Linked DNA regions of Mus musculus: region 1 is linked to region 2. The links are chromatin contacts, called in public promoter capture Hi-C maps. All regions are on one chromosome and are shown on one strand. Each heading gives the region's core, a stretch centred on a gene start, on an enhancer-like site or on the middle of the called end of the contact. The rest is flanking DNA. Distances are from core to core; before and after follow the strand shown. Region 1 overlaps Mkrn1 (makorin, ring finger protein, 1). Region 2 holds the start of Kdm7a (lysine (K)-specific demethylase 7A).

Region 1 (3,742 bases), core at 564-3,063, 190 kb after region 2:
ACAAGAACCCAAACCCACAGGACAAGCACATGTAGGGGATTACAGGGCAGGGAACAGCTCTAAACCATGAAGGTGCAGATCTCCCAGAAACCTCGGGGAGCCCTCCCACATCTAGCGCAGAGAGCGACTTAGGTCCCTTTTTTCCCAATTGCCCCTATCCTTGGACCCCAAAGCAATCAGTGCTTTTTCCTTTGAACCTCAAAGGGGTCTCAGAATGAGTGTGCAAAGTCCATGAACACAACCTGGCTGAGGACAGATGGCGCAACAAACCTACACTAACTGTCTGACAGTTAAATTCATGTTACAAAAAACTAACTTTAAGATTTATTTTTGTAACTTTTGAAACAGAGAAAACAACACACTCTTGGGGGAGGTGAGGGTAGAGGAACAGGCCCTGGGAAGTGATCACAGCACCTGGAGTTTGAGAGGCCTGCCTAGGAGAGCCACACGCACTGCCACACAGCACAGGGGACAGCTACTGTCTGAGGCTCCGCAGACCAGTGCCCGCGCCACGCAACGCTGCTATAGATCCAAGTCATAAAAGTCCTCCAGCTCATCGTGAAACAAGTCCCACTCGTCCTCAGAGTCTGTCAGCTCGTCGTCCCCACCTGCAGCCAAAAGCATAAGCAACATCTCGCCCAGCTCAAAGGTGACAACCTCCTCTTCGTCGTTGTCAAAGGGGTTGTTCTCTCTCTCCTCAATGAGCTCCCAGAAGTGGCTCCTTCGTTGGGCCTGTAAGAAACAAGGCCATGATAGGGGTGGCACTGTCAAGCAGTGTCTTCTATCCTGTTGCTCATCAGGTAAACCGTGTGGCACAGAGGGAGGGAGGGAGGGAGGGAGTGCATGGCGGACCAGAGGTCTCCCTTAGTCCACCTTGCCAGTGCCTCCCCTTTGGCTATTTGTAGCCAACATGTTAGGCTAGGGCTTTTGAACACTGTTTCTTTCCTACCCCTTCCATCTTCTGAAGTCTGACTCTTTTACTCTAGTCTCCCCCACACCCCCACACCTGAGTGTCATTTTCCCCTACCCCAATATGTGCAGGTCTCAACTGACAGTGTGCGATTTCCCCTCCTTTAAAAAAAGAGTGAGAGTTACCCGGTATCTGCTTGATGTTCCCACTTTCTGTCTCTGTGGCTCCTCTCTACGGCCATCAGGGTACGCATGCTTGTAAAAACAGTTCCCTCCAAATGGGCAGCTCCCACGTCCTTCATCAAAATACCTGCACGCCTTGTTGCTGGAAAGGAAAATATCGCAACCCTTATTCACAGTGGACTTCAGGCCCGTATCGACTAGCATCAGGGGCTTCTCTTTAACAGGGGCAGAGCACAGCCCCCCGCAAATTGTGTTCTTAGAAACACGTGCTCCAAACACTGACTAGAAACGTCTCTGCTTAAATGTGCATGGTTTACCAGCACTAACACCAACTGAAAATCTTTTAGAATAATCACAAAGCACAAGAATTCCTAAGCCTTGACTCTCATGACCTGGAATGAGCTGGAATCCCTGCGCAGGCTTTAGCTAGAGTGGAGACTTCACTGTAAAGATCCCTCGGCATACACCAAGGACTGTGTTTAAGTTAAAGCAGGACACACACTGGGCAAGCAGTTATCCTATGCAGTAAGGAAAGGGTGGGTAGGTAGTAGGAGAGCAAAGGCAGCACCGCACTATCCGAGCGAGCCCGGCTGCTCATACCTCATGGCCTCCTTGTATTTCTGAATGAGTTTCTGCTTCTCTTCTTTCTCCTCCACCCAGTTCTCACTTGGAATGACAAAGTTAGATGTGATCCGGCATTCGGGGCAGGACCTGGGAAACAATGAACAGGCTGCAATGCACATTCCCTCCACTAGGCCCGCTCTTCAAGACACACCCTGGTGTGTCACCTTAACTGACAGGCACATGAACATTAGCAGAAAGGGATTCCAGTCACATCTGAACCTTTCTTTGGAGGAAAGACAAACTCCTTCAGAAATCAACTCAATGGCTAGCCAGTTTTTAAAAAAAGACTTAGGTAAAAAACAAAACAAAACCAAAAGAAGACATTTCACACAGACTCCTTCTTTCGTTTAAATAAATTTATTTCTTGTAACTTTGCTCTGTTTGGATTATGTGGCTTTTGTTCAGTTATGAGAACAGTTTTTAAAGGATGGTAGATTTTGGCTAGCTTAATGGATGGTATAGGAAAGTGGAAAGTGTAAGACACCAAGAAACATACATTCAGAGCTAGATGTTTGTTCAGGAAGCCTAAACTGTCTATCTAATCCATTAACACAATCTCCTCAAAAAGCATGAAGACTCTACTGATACACAGGGTTTCCTCATTCAAATAAAATAGACAGACCAACTAACCTAGCGGCTAGCTGAAGTACAAAGAAATCCCAATTAGAACACCCAGGTTCATGATAAAATACATGCATTTAAATGTGGTCGTTCTGGTTGGAGGTTGGCACAAGATACTAAACTCTTCCCGAAAATAGAAAGCACAAACGAAGATTGGGGAGGAGTCTCACTTTATGATCTTGCTCTCAAATTGTTTAGCACTTCTCCACTTGCGAATACACTTGAGACAGTAGGTGTGGTTGCAGTTGGAGAGGATCCCAAAGCGACGCTCGCTGGGGTTGGCTTTCTCATAGACCACCTCCATGCAGATCCCACACACCATGTCCTTGCTGCGCTGAACAGCAAAAGAGAGCTCCATGTCCTTCTCATGGGCCTCAATGCAAGACTGGAAGAAGGGAAGAGACAAGAGGCACAGTGAGGCCACCGCAGTCCAGTCCGGAGACTCCACAGCCAAGGTCCTGCCGAAGCTTTCCCGTCTGACCGGGTAAAGGCACAGCTCCACACCCCCGTAGTGCTCACATCACTAGTCAAGCTGGGAGGACCCAACTCCCAATATCTGAAAGAGTATCCAGTTCTCTGTATCCCAGAGCTCCACCCCCTACAAGTCCCCGCACCAAAGACCCTATTAACTCAGGTGATGTTTCAGTTTTGGGGTGGAAAATGAAGGATTAAAGCCTTCATTTCCAAACTTTAGGATACTGAACACTTGGGAGGTGGAGGCAGAAAGAGCAAGAGTTCTATAGGCCAGCCCCATGCTACAGGAGACTGCTTCCAAAGAAAAAGAAAAGAGAGTTGGCTGTGGTGGCACACACCTTCAATCCCAGCACTCGGGAGACAGAGGCAGGTGGAGCTCTATGAGTTTGAGGCCAGTCTGATCTACATTTCAAATTTCAAGTTCCAGGACAACCAGGGCTATGTAGAGACCCTGTCTCAAAAACAGAAACAAATGGGGGCTGGAGAGATGGCTCAGCGGGTAAGAGCACTGACTGCTCTTCTGAAGGTTCTGAGTTCAAATCCCACCAACCACATGGTGGCTCACAACCATCTGTAATGAGATCTGATGCCCTCTTCTGGTGTGTTTGAAGTCAGCTACAGTGCACTTATATAATAATAAAACAAGAAAAAGGACTACTAACGTAAATCTGAATAGATACCAGGTGGCGACTATGTAGGGCACATTATTTCCATATCCCTTCAAAGGGGTGATTTTAGGGGCTCAAACTTGAGTCTGGGTAACCCCAACATTCAGGAGGCAGAAGCAGGAAGAACCCAGTATTTTGAGGTAGACCCAGCCTGATCTATGCAATGGGCTCCTGGTCAGCAAGGGCAATGCCAAGAGACACTGTCCCTCAAAAATTAAACACAAACAAAACACTAAAACAACTGAGACAACTCACACACTACA
Region 2 (3,343 bases), core at 643-3,142:
CAAATTTTACTTTTATATATAATCAAAATCTAGGGAAACATTTTACTAAGTGACATTACCCTTCAGCTTTTATCAGACTGTTGAAGCTTGCCTTTACAAAAATGAGCACATTACCCCTCTTTTAAAGTGATACGTTTGTGTATGCTATCTGTTGTCAGAGTCCTGTAACTTTAAAACTCGGTAAATTTAACTGCACTTGAAAATTAAGTCAAACTCTACGCAGTTAGTTGTCAACACTGAAAGAACCCTGTAATTTCAATGGTTTTCTCTCCCCAGACCAGTAGAGGGAGACTAAGACATCTGGCCTGGTGGTGCAATGTTTCTGTAATATTGGGGAGGGGGAGCGGAGGCTGTATTTAAATGTCCTGCTGTCAATCAAAGGATACTTCCTACAACCACAGTCACCATATCAGCTCTAACTCCCAAGCGGGCTCTCGTCAAGATACAACATACAACGGTGCCCAGAAAACCTGCCTCACCTAAAGGTGACCGCAGGCTTTGCCACAACACCCAAATAAGGACTTTGGGAGCCCAACCCCAACTAGTTTCTTTGTTTAAATGCCTGCGAATCCCTCCCACGCCGGAGTCAAGAGGCTCTGGCGCCGCCCTTTATTAGCCTCACACTTTGATTACAAAACACACGAGTCGGCGGCCTGGCTGCGGAGGCGGCCCGAGCTCTCCCAAACGTCAAACCTGCGGTGCGGCGGCGGCGGCGGCATCGGAGGGCATCGTCCGCCACCGCACCGCCCCAAAGTTGGATGGCCGCAGTGCCCAGGCCACCGCGGCGGGCCGTCCGGGTGTCGCCAGAGACGCACTCACTGTAAAGTTTGAGGCGCTACAGCGACGCCCGGGAGGGTCTGCGGCGACGTCCCCTCGGCCCGGCCCGCCCGCCCCCCCCCCCCGGCCATAGGGGGTGTGTTGCGGGGTGGGCCAGCGGCTGGCCAAACTGTGCCGTGACGGGGCCCCGCACCTCGCGAGTGCCACATCTGTTGCTCTGTTTACTCGCGCCCGTCGTCCCACCGCCCCGTCCCGCCGCCCGAGGAAGTTTGATAAAGAGAGAAGGGGGCGCGACGGGACCCGCGGCGGGGGCGACCCGCGACCGGACCGAGCCGCGGCCGCCCGGAAGCGCAGCAAGCGCGGCGGCTGGCGAGGGCAGGCACGGGGCGAAGGGAGCCCGGGACACAGCAGTGGGCGGCAGCCAGGGCGGTGGGGGGACCGCGGGCTGCGGGCCTGCCTTCGCTCCTCCGCCACCCGAGCCGTGCCGCCCACCGCGTCCCCTCAACCGGGCTTCCCCTGCCAACTTCTCTGCCGGCCCCTTTGTTCCTGTTTGTTGTGGCGACTCTTCGCCCGGGCCGGCCGAGCCCACCGGCTCCGTTCCGCAGCCTGCCGGGCAACCGGGGGCCCCCGCTCTCGCCTCCACCCGGCCCGGACACTCGGTGCCTAAGAGTCGGGACGTGGGGAGCGACGCGGCAGCCGAGCCCGAGGGAGGCGCAGGCGGCAGCGGCAGCGGCTGGTCGGTGACCGCAGGCGACGGCGGTGGGACTGAGGGGGTTTATTTACCTGCCGTGGAACCAGTCCTTGCAGACATCGCACTCGATCATGAAGCGGTTCACGTCGTACGGCTGCCGGCATACACAGTACACGGGCGGAGGCGGAGGGGGCGCCGAGGCCCGACCCGGAGCGGACACCGACCCCGCTGCCGCGGCGGCTCCAGCTGCTGCTCCCGCGGCCACCGCCGCCGCCGCTCCGGCCATCTTTAAAAAACACACACACACGCTCGCTCCTCCGCTCGCTGACTGGAGCGAGCGCAGCCGCCAGCCAGCGCCGCCTCCTGCAGCAGCCGGAGCAGCAGCCCCGGCGGCGGCGGCGGCGGCAGCAGCAGCGGCGGCGGCTGCGGCGGCGGCGTCTTAGTGCGCGCGCGCGAGCGAGCAAGGTCGCGGCTCAGGGGCGGGGGCGGCGCGCGCGCGCGCGACGCGCGAGGCCCGTCGGCTGCTTCCGGCGCTCAGCGCGGGGCCGTGCGTCCCGCGCACGTTCTCGGTCTCCGCGCGCGCTCCCTGGCACCTTCCGCGGCGACCTGCGCGGCGACCCGCAGCGGGGCTGGCGGTCCGGGGAGGGGGCGGAGACGCCGTGAGGGCACGCGCCGCAGTGGCGGCGGCGGGCGCGCGACTGCAGACGGAGGAGGAGGAGGACGGCGGGAGCGTGCGTGGAGCGGGTCTCGCCGTCCTCACTGCTCCCCGAGTGGAAGCCCAGGCTCGCGGGGGAAGTTCCTGCCGTGTGAAAAGGTGGATGCTGTGGCTGTATTCTGAGGCGGAGAAGCTCGGAAGTTTCAGCCCTCCAGGGTCGCTTCGCTTCGCGTCACTTAGCAGCCGCCCACTGAGGATGCCACCCCCGTCCTGCGTGGGCCCCGACCGGGGTGACACGTCAAGCAGTTGTGCCTCCCGAGGTGGAGGAACGCCTTGTGAAACGCACTCAAACTTCCGAAAGCGTCGCGCCCAAATTCCCAGAGAGCAACTTGGAAATCTGTGTGTTGATTGGAGCCGCTGTTGTGGGGGGGGGGAAGAACGTGGTCTCCAGGAGGAATTCCGTTAATATCTGTCGCCAAGGGGGAACCAGGCTTGAGATGGGGTTGGTGAGAGGAATGAAGAACCGGTGTTTTTATAAATAACACAACTTGGCTGTGACTGCTCTGCTCTGCTCTGCTAATTGGGGAAGTGGGGAGAAAATTTTGAAACGTCTTTTCCCTGGGAAGGGAGATGCTACCAAAAAGAAAAAAAAAATCCTTTAGGAGTTCTCTGCGCAACACAGGCCATCACTGTTTTTTTAGTCAAAGGTGAAGCTGAATCAGATGTGAGGTGATAAACTGAGGAATAAAACTACCCAACAAATTTAGAATAGAGAAAAGTGAATAGAATGTTAAGGATTATCAAATCAACTTGGAAGCTGAATCTCTGTGAGCATTTATATCCAGAGAAAGCAATAAAGCTCCCTGGGTAACTTATGTTTTGGAACATGAACAGGTGAGTCAACTCACCGTCCCCAGGCAGTGACGCTCCCTGGTTTAGTCTAGCCTTTATTTTTATTTTTATTTTTTTTCTTTTAGTGGAGGAAATCGAGTAAATTGCCACAATCTCAGAATTGGAACTAAACTTGTTTCTCCGTTATATGCCCAATCCTTTCTGTACTACACAGATGTATGTTTCTCACATACATCACAAGAAAAGAAAGGCCTGAAAATCATGGTTGACACAAACCCAATAAATTTGAAGCATATGTAATTTTAGTATCGTGGCTCAACAAATTCCTGAAAGATCTATTAAAAATTATAGCTAATAATGCCTCTTTT

Evidence for each region. Promoter capture Hi-C pulls out the DNA fragments that hold promoters and counts their contacts.
Region 1: a contact with region 2 is called in a promoter capture Hi-C map of trophoblast stem cells, with 4 times the contacts expected there. The contact joins the enhancer-like site here to the promoter of Kdm7a in region 2. A contact is called at or near these places in 16 of 39 promoter capture datasets (the 3T3-L1 cell line, 3T3-L1-derived adipocytes, HPC-7-derived erythroid cells and 11 more), 8 of 484 Hi-C or Micro-C datasets (CD4 T cells, CD8 T cells, bone marrow-derived macrophages and 5 more), 6 of 115 datasets of contacts at active chromatin or transcription factors (bone marrow-derived macrophages, effector CD8 T cells, embryonic stem cells and 2 more) and 4 of 9 other capture datasets (adipose tissue, liver, macrophages and 1 more).

The regions. Positions count from the first base shown.
Region 1 is chr6:39,398,703-39,402,444 of GRCm38.p6, forward strand. It overlaps Mkrn1 (makorin, ring finger protein, 1), which reads right to left. Exons shown (of 8, transcript NM_018810.2): 5 at 2,508-2,722; 6 at 1,693-1,803; 7 at 1,096-1,234; 8 at 1-732. The coding sequence ends at 523. Among named protein-coding and RNA genes, the nearest start is that of Rab19, 19 kb to the left of the region's middle. Within about 2 kb of position 1,814, at least 38 of the 459 cell types and tissues checked have an H3K27ac peak or open chromatin away from gene starts, as enhancers often do. A contact at or near this core is called in stem cell-derived epiblast-like cells and trophoblast stem cells, where this site is marked.
Region 2 is chr6:39,204,881-39,208,223 of GRCm38.p6, forward strand. Kdm7a (lysine (K)-specific demethylase 7A) reads right to left here and starts at 1,893. Exons shown (of 20, transcript NM_001033430.4): 1 at 1,561-1,893. The coding sequence starts at 1,754.